4 separate regions of the Mus musculus genome follow, and all the other regions are linked to region 2. Evidence: chromatin contacts called from public capture Hi-C and promoter capture Hi-C data. All regions are on one chromosome and are shown on one strand. The core of a region is the stretch at or near the end of the contact, and the rest is flanking DNA. Distances in the headings are between cores, read along the strand shown. Region 1 holds the start of Pgk1 (phosphoglycerate kinase 1). Region 2 holds the start of P2ry10b (purinergic receptor P2Y, G-protein coupled 10B). Region 3 overlaps Gm5127 (predicted gene 5127). Region 4 holds the start of Cysltr1 (cysteinyl leukotriene receptor 1).

Region 1 (2,700 bases), core at 155-2,654, 960 kb after region 2:
GATATCAGCCCAGGAAGAGAAGGCCACCTACCAATATTGGCTACGATAAAATAAGTGCCTGTACAGAAGCCAGAGAACCTCTGTTCCCTTACATGTGTTAGTATCTAAAGGATGCCCTCACTTGAACTGGCCCAAATCTTCAAAGGGACCAGGATTACTGCCAATCAGTCATCCACTTCCAAAGAAGGTCAAGCAGGCAGAGTAGTCAGTCACTGCGACCATCAATGGCCCTTAAAAATTCCCATCCTTGGGTCCTATAGTTGTTACATGAACAACCAGGCCCATCAGTTATGTATCTAACCATCATCCTTGACTCCTGGCAAAAAAAAAAAAGTATACATTATGAAAGGCAAAAAGGAGAAGACGCATACACCCTAGTAATTCTTTCAGGTAAGGGAGAAGCCAAGTTAAGTCAGTGACCTGGGACCCACATGTGCCACGTGCGTGGGAGCCTTCCTCAGTTCTGACATCCTGCTTCTCTAGCCACCTCTCGAGTGAGGTTACAGGCCTCCAACTCCCGGCGGCCACACCCTGCATGTGTCACAATCCTGATGCAAACCCCAGGGCCAGGAGTCCAACCGCAAGGTAGGGCAGCAGAGGCCTGTTATATAAGCCATACAGAGCTTCATCCAGTGGGCCTCACCCTCCCACCCACAATTCTTTGGGGAGAGGGACCTCCACTCGAGAGGACTTTGAGCAACATCTTTTGGGAAAGAAATCATTTGTACCAGGACCAATGAAACGTGGGCGGTTTCGGATTCGTCACGGATGGTCCAAGAATCTTGGGGGAAGGGAAACTAGCTAAATGACCTTTCAAGGTCCCTCAGCAGGGGCCTAGAGATTTGCAGGATAAGTACTACGTCCATTCTCGCTACAAGAGATGAAACTGCACTTCAGAAATGGGAAAAAGATTGAGTCCTGAGAATCTGAGCCCTTTATCAGTGGGATCAACTCCCTAAAGGACACATTTGGTCGCTTTTTAAGCTAGAAGCAGTTAGGACGCAGAAAAGCAAACTCAGACACAGTCTCCGCCCCAATGAGGTGAGAGGAACAGCCTTAACCTCCAAACCCAGGACCCCCAAGACCCAGCTGAAAAATAAGTGCAACTTAAGGTGATGGGAAAACCGTGCTTGCCACGGCCAGAGAGAATGTGGCCCCGAGGGCTTGAGGGCAGCAGTACGGAATTACCTCATCACGACCCGCTTCCCCTTCACGTCCAGCTTGTCCAAAGTCAGCTTGTTGGAAAGCGACATTTTGGCAACACCGTGAGGTCGAAAGGCCCGGAGATGAGGAAGAGGAGAACAGCGCGGCAGACGTGCGCTTTTGAAGCGTGCAGAATGCCGGGCCTCCGGAGGACCTTCGGGCGCCCGCCCCGCCCCTGAGCCCGCCCCTGAGCCCGCCCCCGGACCCACCCCTTCCCAGCCTCTGAGCCCAGAAAGCGAAGGAGCAAAGCTGCTATTGGCCGCTGCCCCAAAGGCCTACCCGCTTCCATTGCTCAGCGGTGCTGTCCATCTGCACGAGACTAGTGAGACGTGCTACTTCCATTTGTCACGTCCTGCACGACGCGAGCTGCGGGGCGGGGGGGAACTTCCTGACTAGGGGAGGAGTAGAAGGTGGCGCGAAGGGGCCACCAAAGAACGGAGCCGGTTGGCGCCTACCGGTGGATGTGGAATGTGTGCGAGGCCAGAGGCCACTTGTGTAGCGCCAAGTGCCCAGCGGGGCTGCTAAAGCGCATGCTCCAGACTGCCTTGGGAAAAGCGCCTCCCCTACCCGGTAGAATTCCCAGGCGCCTTTTCTAGACCTTTGCAAATGTCATCCCCTTTTGGAATCCTCTGCTTTCTCAGCTCCCAAATGGAAGTCTACATAAGGTCTTACTTAGTAATCGAAACCTCTCAGAAGTTAAAAAAGGACCAGGCCTTCCCCTCCCCCCTTTTATAATAAAAAGTACAATGTAATTGCTGTGGTTACATTATTCATAATGACGAATACATATAGCATGTGTCATGCTAACTAACAATGCTCATAAAATTCCTAAGTACGTTCTGTTATTAAAGATGAAGTAACTGATAGACAAAGATTTAGTGTCTTATCAAGACTGCAAAGCATCTAAGTGATCATTTCAATCCTGGGCCACTGTGATTTCGACTGCTTTGGGAGTGTAGCTCAGTGGTAAAATGCGGGCCAGAGGCCGTGGATCCAATCTCCAGCACTGTTTAAAAACAAAAACAAAACTTTAAATCTCTACTGACACTCATTTGGGCTAAGGACGGTGCTCAGTGGTAAAGTGCTTGCCTGACGGTCTGAGACAGGACAACTAGTTAGGAAATTGAAGGGCACATGAGAAATGGAAGCCCTTGTTCACTCTCCTGGTTTTTTCTTTCCACCTCTCTCACTGGCAGATATCCAGGAGTGACTGGCCAAAGCACCTCTGGAAGTTACTATATTATGTGAAGTAACTCAGAAAGACAATACCATGTGTTTTCTATCCTATGCAGCTTTTTATATAAGCATATACATGGAGAGGAGAGACAGGTCCAGGAAAGGGAAACAGTTTTAAGAGAACAGAGGACGGAAAAAGAACTGGGTAACAGGAGCCACGTGACATGGAAGAGACAAAGGACTGCAGGAATGCTGAGAGCCCCCATGGTTATCCAATAGCAGTAGTGCAGTCTGAAATCGGATACATACAAGCGACTTTAC
Region 2 (2,700 bases), core at 11-2,510:
CACCGGAAAATGCATGCATGGAAAATGTCCCAATCTGAGAAAACATGTCAAGTCTCATCTTATGAAAAGATTAAGGCACTTAGATGCATTTACTACTTGAATGCTGCTTTAATTTGGTTGACACAAACCATGGGTTTAAAATTGTAAGTTTATTTTCTCCCGTTGGCTCACACTAACAAAAATGCATTTAATGAACCACAATCTCAATTTTAACACAGAATTGTTAGAAGCAATGTTTACTACAAGTCTGAACCCCTGGTTTTTGTCAGTGGCATGCTAAATTGTAGAGAAAGGAGCTTTCTATCTAGACAGCCACATTTCCTCTCAGAAAGCATGCAGCAGTTTCAGCGAACATTTTAACCACTTAAACTTATAAATAGATATTACCTCACTGAAGTCTCCATTCTTCATAACAATATATCCCCCCAAAGGTAAGATATTAGCAGACTCAGAATTAAGTTTTCAGTGGAAGCAGCAGAAAATCACACTGTCGTTTTCAATTCACAGAGGCTTTTTAGTTCTATTTTTGAATGTATGAAGAGAAAGCCAAGAACCTTACCCTTTCTACCCAGATATCCTGTAGTGAACTGCAGGCTTTTACAGCTAGAAGAGGAAGTAACGTAGTTTATTCAGCAAAACAGGAAAAAAAAACAAAATCGTTTACCTCTAATGGGAGGTAGAACTGTCTGTCAGCATCACTCAGTTGTTTGGGAAAGCCTTTGCCTCAGAGGATATTGTGGGCAAAGTAAATTCAAATTTTGGCTTTGATAAATTCAGAGTTTCCATGATTTGTACACTTCTTCAATCAGGAACAGAGTATCTGACTTTAATTTGCCACGTATTACAGTCGTTGTCTCAGTCTATTCTGAACATTTAAATTGTGGGCTATGCAAAAAGCCAGTTTAACTGTTAGAATTTTATTTACCATTGAAAAATCAATTCTTATGTTTATAAAATCCTAATTGCGTTTTTACAGAAAGCAGTAAGTATCAATTTTATATTGATTCCCCATTTTTTCCCATCATATTTAATTCCTTACCATGGCTTCTTTCTGCTGCAATCTTCCGGCATCTACTTCTTAGAGAAATCCATTCCCAGGACTCAGAAGGCTACTATCTAGCTAACTACACCACAGTTTCCTAAACTTATAAAAGATACTGTGCTTCTAGATATCATTACATCCCATGACTACAATGGCTAATGTTTCCATCTAAAGACATAAACGGTCATGTGCCTTTGCTATGGTACTTCGAAAGAGAATGTGTCAAGAATGCACTGAGCTTCCTGCTATGCACACGCCCAACTTATTCTATCATCATCTTTCTTCTTCCTTTTTTCCCCCCCTTTCTATGAGCATGCAGGCATATGTCTGAGTCACATATGATTTTCAGGCTGGCTATATGAGGTCAATATTTCCAAATTAGCTACATTTTGCCATATTGTCTGTTTTAGGAATTAAGCAATGGTAATAATAAAAACTTCTTTGGGAGTTAGGACAAATCTTATTGGTCACCCAAATGGAAGAATTTGAAATCACCAAAAAGGTGGTGATTAGTAAGGTCACATAAAAGAGATGACCTAATGTGTGATTTGTGGTCTTCTTTGAGGTTAAGAATTGTGTCTTCATATACTTAAACAATAGTAACACATTAAGTTCTTAAAATTATATTGTAAAGATATTATTAGGGTAGCTTTAAGCATATCTGGAGAAGAAGTGAAATGCCTGAAAAGCATTACAGTTTCTCAGAATGGATTGGTAAGGATCTCAAATACAACCTTTTAGGATTTTGTAATCTTATAGCCCCACTAAAATGGTTAGGTAGTAGTCACTTGCAGACTTTCATTTAAAAACATGAAGTAAAACAAAAGCAAAGCTTTGGAACTGAAAGTTCCTCCTTAGTGACCTTTGTTTTACTCTTTTAAAGTTTCAGTAACTAAGACACTATGAGGATCCCTGGAAATGTATTTTATTCTGTACCTTTCCCTTTTCATATAGCAGTTTCTATTTTCTTATATTATATCAGGAAAAGCAAATGAGGATGATGTTGCTATGAGGCATGAAGCCTCAAAAGGAAAAAAGAAGTAATTACCCTAAAAAGTAAAGCAAGCAAAGCCAGAATTAGTACCTGGATATCTTAGATTCTTTCCTATTGCTGTGATAAAATACCCACAAAAGCAACTTATGGGAGAAAGTTTTTGATCGGTTTTGTTTTGTCCTCACTCATAGTTTAATGTGCAATGCTCTAAGGCAAGGGAACCAAAGGGGCATAAGTTAGAAGTGACTGGTTATATTATATCCAAAATCAGCAATGGATGTGTGCCTTCCTCTGCACCTTTTCACCGTAATAAGCAAATTAGACTATTATCCTTTCATTCAAATGCACTCAGGGACTCAGAAGATAGGTAGCATGAGGCTAGATTTCTGACCAAATTACCACTCAAATTACCAGTACTTGAGAGATAAGAGTCCTTGTTCCCTGCCCCCCTTGAAACCTGATGAACCAGGCGACTGCTGGCTACATCTCTTAACAGGTTTTTTTTTTTTTCTTTCAAACTCCAATTGGAGGGACTCATTAGAGATTCTACCTCATACCAGTTAGAATAGCTAAGATTAAAACTCAGATGACAGCAGATGCTGGCGAGGATGTGGAGAAAGAGGAACACTCCTCCATTGTTGGTGGGATTGCAAGCTGGTATAAC
Region 3 (2,700 bases), core at 196-2,695, 530 kb after region 2:
CTAATATTTTCTTCTTTAAGATTTATTAAACTAGGCAGTGGTGGCACACACCTTTAATTTCATCACTTGGGAGGCAGAGGTAGGCTGATTTCTGAGTTCGAGGCCAGCTTGGTCTACTGAGTGAGTTCAAGGACTGCCAGGGCTACACAGAGAAACCCTGTCTCAAAAAACCAAATAAATAAATAAATAATGTTTTAAAAAATTTTAAAAAGGTTTATTTATTTTATGTGTGTGAGTGTTTTGCTCACATGTGCATCTGTGAAACACATGCATGTATGATGCCCACAAAATAGGGTGTCAGATTCTCAGAACTGGAATTATGGATAGTTGTGTGTTACCACGTGGAAGCCAGACATTAGACTGAGTTCTTGCATGAGAATATGTTCTTAACTGCTGAGCCATCTCTCCAGCCCCCTACTACCTTATTTTCAACCATTTTTGTGATTGGATTAGAGATCTGCTCCATGCAAGGTACTACGAATCCAGTCAAAAGTCAATACCTATGGAGGGCATGGACCCAAGGGTGTAACACACTCACATGGTTCACTGAATGAACTACCTTCTAAATGTTTGTGTTTATATACATGGACAAGTAGTGGAGCAGAAAAGATTCTTTTTGCAGAGGGTGACAGTTAATATAGACACATATCACAGGACATCTATACCATCACTCCCCACAAAGGCCCAGGAAATGTCAAAGAAGAGGAGGCAGAAGGAATTAAGAGCCAAAAGATGGAGAAGAGCATGACAAAATGCTGCCATCCCAACATGACATCACCTTTGCAACCATGAGTACATAGAAGCTAAGGAAATTTTCCATTGTGGGTAAAGGAGATATCTATGAGGTCCCATCTCTTCCTCAGGAGCTAATGACTAGTAATGGTCGATGAAGGGGGCACGTATCATTTTCTTGAAATTGCCTCTAGGAAACTAGGTAGGAAGAGGAAATAGGATCAGAAAAAAATGAAAAGTAATAAAGGGCTAAAATATCAAGAAAAAAAGATTTTGCAATTATCCAGAAAAAATTAAAAAAAAAACATTATTTTCATTCAAATCCCAGCTATCGATGTACTTTCCCCACCTCATTGCAAGACAGCATTTCAAACCATAGTCACAAAAAAAGTACAAAACTCCTTTTTTCTATGTCATATCTCCCAAGCTTCAGAAAATATCCAAAAGAATGTCAGGTTTGTCCTGATAATCATTTTACAACATAACCAGCATAATGGACTCCTTTTAGTCAAGCATGCTCACTATAAACGAAGTGCACTTTCCCTCAAAGTCTTCCAAGAAGCAGAATTCATTTCCTGTTTCTCTCAGTGATCCTTCTTCCTGCAGCATCTGGCACTAACCTCAACTGCAGCTGGTCCCCTCCATTATAATCCTGCTGCTGATCACGTCCAGAGACTCGTCTCAGTTTTCTGTCATTTTGAATTCTTGGCACATGATACTCACCAGCCTCTCTTTAAAGGACTTCCTGTTTTTATCTATATATTACACAGAGTGGCTTCCTCTTTGATCTCTGGCAATTCTTTTTCCTCTCAGTTAATTCTAGTTATTAGAATGTTCTACCTGTACACTTTACCACAACCTTATTTTCAACCTTTTCTTATTTTCTGTTTAGTTTTCATTTGACCTATGAGGACAGTTTTAATTATTTCCTCTGTGTGTGTAATTTAAATTCCTATTGCTGATCATGTGACCTTAGCTGATAGGCAATTCATTTCAAACTCCCTGCAATAATAAAAAATAATGAACACTTTACATTAAACTTGATAAAGTTCTGGGCTGGTTGGGTTGGTTGGTTGGTTGTTCATTTTGCTGATTTGACACAACTAGAGTTATCTGGAAAAGGAAATCTCAGTTAAAATTCCTCCATCAAACTGACCTCTAGACAAGTCTGTGGGACATTTTCTTTATTAGTGATTGACATGAGAAAGTTTGGCACACTGTGGATGGTGCTACCCTTGAACAGATGAACCTGTGTTGTATAAGAAAGCAAGCTAAGCAAGCCATGGAGAGCAAGGCAGTATGCAGTAGTCCTTCATGGTCTCTACTTCCGTTCCCACCTTCAGGTTCATGCCTTGAGTTCCTGCCCTGACTTCTGCTCATGATGGACTGTAAGTTGTAAACTGATATAAGCCCTTTTCTCTCCATGCTGCTTTTGTTCACAGTGTTTATCACAGCAACAGAAAGTAAACTAGGATAAGTACTTTTACCTCCATGATCTCATTTTATTCTAACACACTTTGAGTTTAAAAACCCACAAGATGCACCAAGAATTTAGCCAAGTCATTATCCATTATCTCACTACACACACACACACACACACACACACACACACACACACATACACACACATACACACATGCACACACACACACACAACACATACACACACACAATCTACAATGACCTAAATCTTGGTGTGAGTTCCAAGAACTTTAAAAAACTAGAAAATGCAATTGCATTCTTCTTGGAAATCAAAAAAGTACCTGAACAAAAGGGAAGGAACTAAAGTAGACACTCAGCACTATCCAAATCAAACAGCTTACTCTCGTGGTGACACTAATAGTGAAGTCTGTTGTAGTTTTTCACATACATACTTTTTACTAGGTATGGTGACTCATGCTTGTGGTCTCATGGCTCCCTGGAAGCAAAAATAGTCTTTATTTTGACAATTTTAGATGGAATCTTTTT
Region 4 (2,700 bases), core at 48-2,547, 550 kb after region 2:
GAGAAATGGAATGCAGTCAGTTCCAGAAAACACAGTAAGATTGGAGCAGCTAATAGAAAGTGAAGCCCTGTCAGAGCTGATGGAAAGCCTGTTCTTCCCATCACTCAGGAACAGAGACACAACTAAAGAAATAAAGAAGTCAGAGGGGGGGGGCACCCCCTCGATGCTACACCAACAGTGGTGCTATCTTTTCTTTTTTTTAAGATTTATTTATTATTTATTATATGTAAGTACACTGTAGCTGTCTTCAGACACACCAGAAGAGGGCATCAGATCTCATTACAGATGGTTGTGAGCCACCATGTGGTTGCTGGGATTTGAACTCTGGACCTTTGGAAGAGCAGTCGGGTGCTCTTACCCACTGAGCCATCTCACCAGCCCCAAGTGGTGCTATCTTAAAGCACTTTTCTTCAGTATCTAAAAAAAAATACCCCTTCTGCCATAACTCAAACTCCTTGAAAACAACACATACTGGAGGGGAAGTAAAACTTTATACTCTGTATCTCTTATAAACTCAATTCCATTGAATAAATACTGGCTAAAATAGCAATAAAATTCCCAAGATAGGATTAAAGTCTGCTCTTGAATCCAAATGTTTGCTTCCCTTTTAAATGTTCTTGGACGACCTTTTCTCCCAAGCATCATCATTACCACTGCATCCAAGGATTCCGTGGAAGAGGATAAAGAGTGACTGTAAAGTCATTAGGCTGCCTAAAGATGGAAAATTTGAGAAATTTCTTTCTTGTAGCCCATAACTGGCCAGAAAGCCACTGTTATAAGGACATTTACAAGTCCTTCCAACTAGTTATTAATAATAAGGCTACGTTTACACAATGTGTGTGTGTGTGTGTGTGTGTGTGTGTGTGTGTATCCCAACACAGGACTTTCATAGTAAAATTCAAAGTAGTTCATTCACCCAGTTTACTTCAAAATCTTATCAATTTGTCTTCAACATCAAATCACACCTCAGGTTCTAATTAGCACACTCTAGATTGGCATGTCCTTTTCCTCCTAGGATATGAGACAATCAAAAAGAAAAATGCTTTTCAAAATTCTTATAGAATCACAAATTTCATGAAGGAGGGGGACACACACACATACAGCCTGTGAAGGAGAGAGGATATATGGAAGGAGAGAGGTAAAGAGGAAGTATATCTTAAGATCAAGTTTCACATAATGCCAGATATATTAGCATATACTGGTAGGATTATCTTTTCCCCGCCTACAAATAGCCTAAGCACCCTCCAGTCATAAAAATCAGAGAGAAGTAAGCTGAACAGCAGACACTCCTCCTTACTTCCCACCTCAGAGCAGCTGCATGACTTCCTGAGGATTCTATTGCAGTAGCCAGAGATAAACACTCATTTGTGCATATTACGTGCAAGTCTCCAGTTTCTATTCTTCTTCCCTCTCCGCTCTTTCCCTTCCCCCACTTTAAACCAGGGAAGCCAAACTCTGGCGGGGTTGAAGCGGCTTGAGAAGTACTAAGAAACAGGAAGAAGAGTCGAGGTCTATTGGCTAGCAAATGTGCCATGGCCTGACCTCTCTCCTCTGGAAAAGAAACATTCCTAAAGAGCAGGAGCCCTGTGAATGGAGTGGACCATCCCGAATATCCAGACTTATTTGCAGCTCACCATCCAGGGTTAGCTCACCAGGAGACTAGCAGGTTGGAATTTCTGAAGATTTGGATCTTGCTTCAGGGAGCAAAAGGACCTTAAACTGTGAAGCTTGGAATCAGCAGGTAAGAAAATTGGGTTGGTTGGAGCAAAGTTGAACTGATGGCAGATTCTACCAAATGCCTCAGAGATTGTGGATAACTGCCCTGCCTTATCTGCCTTGAATTAAGCTGCTAATCTGAACATCTGCATTCTTTCGGCTTTGGTTCTTGGCCAGAGCTCTGATCGTCTAATCAGCCTGTCAGCAAGTGTAGCTCACTGCCTCTGTTGCACGCTCAAAATGGCAAACTGTTGAGGTGGCATTCCTCAAGCCTCCAGCACCTTTACGACTCAGCCAGAAGTGCAAAATCGGCCTCAAGCTCCCATCTTAAGGCTACCCTGGAGCTTCTGTAATGCAGATTTAAATGTGGAAAGAATGTGTTCAGCGGCTGCTGCTGCACGTAAACCAACCAGTTGGGGGCTGACCTAGACTTTTCACGAGGCACTTTCATGCTTTGTTTTCTTCTTACTTAATTCACTTTACATCCTGCTCAAAGTTTCACACTTTTCACCTTCTTTGCATCCTATAATTGAGACAGGATGTCCCTCTTTCCCCCACTCCTTCATTCTCATCATAGTTCTCATTCTACCCTCCCCCAGGCCCCTCTCTTAGGTAAAGAGAAAAGTGACTCAGACAGGTTAAGGAATTTCCTTGCAACACACCACGCTGCTAGAAACTGGCCATTTGACTCAAGACTACAGAAAGAAAGCCCTATCAACTTACAGACAACTAGTAGAAATACCTATGACCTACTTTGTAACTTAGGGCTAAACTCACTAGGTTAACATTAGACTAAGAAGTCATACAATTTAATCAACCACATGGGACAAGAACGTTTTTTTGTCTTCTTAGCTATTTTCAATGGTATGCAAATAGACTGGCAGGCACTACCTTTTTAAATTCAGTGGTTCTAAATCCCTGTCTCTGCAATTGTTTTGAAATCAAGGAGATCAAACTACCATATAGTTAGAGGGCATCTAACTT

What was found. Promoter capture Hi-C pulls out the DNA fragments that hold promoters and counts their contacts. Capture Hi-C pulls out chosen DNA fragments and counts their contacts.
Region 1: a promoter capture Hi-C map of liver shows a contact between it and region 2. The contact joins the promoter of Pgk1 here to the promoter of P2ry10b in region 2. A contact is called at or near these places in 5 of 39 promoter capture datasets (the 3T3-L1 cell line, the C10 cell line, cranial neural crest and 1 more) and 1 of 9 other capture datasets (liver).
Region 3: a promoter capture Hi-C map of pre-B cells shows a contact between it and region 2. The contact joins the enhancer-like site here to the promoter of P2ry10b in region 2. A contact is called at or near these places in 6 of 39 promoter capture datasets (the C10 cell line, cranial neural crest, embryonic stem cells and 3 more), 2 of 484 Hi-C or Micro-C datasets (the C10 cell line and pre-B cells) and 1 of 9 other capture datasets (adipose tissue).
Region 4: a capture Hi-C map of macrophages shows a contact between it and region 2, with 3 times the contacts expected there. The contact joins the promoter of Cysltr1 here to the promoter of P2ry10b in region 2. A contact is called at or near these places in 3 of 39 promoter capture datasets (HPC-7-derived erythroid cells, cranial neural crest and pre-B cells), 2 of 484 Hi-C or Micro-C datasets (both in group 2 innate lymphoid cells), 3 of 115 datasets of contacts at active chromatin or transcription factors (embryonic stem cells, microglia and pro-B cells) and 4 of 9 other capture datasets (adipose tissue, embryonic stem cells, liver and 1 more).

Annotation. Positions count from the first base shown.
Region 1 is chrX:106,185,804-106,188,503 of GRCm38.p6, reverse strand. It overlaps Pgk1 (phosphoglycerate kinase 1), which reads right to left and starts at 1,404. Exons shown (of 11, transcript NM_008828.3): 1 at 1,189-1,404. The coding sequence starts at 1,253.
Region 2 is chrX:107,147,487-107,150,186 of GRCm38.p6, reverse strand. P2ry10b (purinergic receptor P2Y, G-protein coupled 10B) reads right to left here and starts at 1,260. Exons shown (of 2, transcript NM_001122596.1): 1 at 1,040-1,260.
Region 3 is chrX:106,622,601-106,625,300 of GRCm38.p6, reverse strand. All of the region lies in intron 1 of Gm5127 (predicted gene 5127), which reads right to left. Among named protein-coding and RNA genes, the nearest start is that of Cysltr1, 20 kb to the right of the region's middle. Within about 2 kb of position 1,445, at least 24 of the 459 cell types and tissues checked have an H3K27ac peak or open chromatin away from gene starts, as enhancers often do. A contact at or near this core is called in pre-B cells, where this site is marked.
Region 4 is chrX:106,602,276-106,604,975 of GRCm38.p6, reverse strand. Cysltr1 (cysteinyl leukotriene receptor 1) reads left to right here and starts at 1,297. Exons shown (of 4, transcript NM_021476.5): 1 at 1,297-1,741. The region is part of intron 1 of Gm5127 (predicted gene 5127); the gene reads right to left.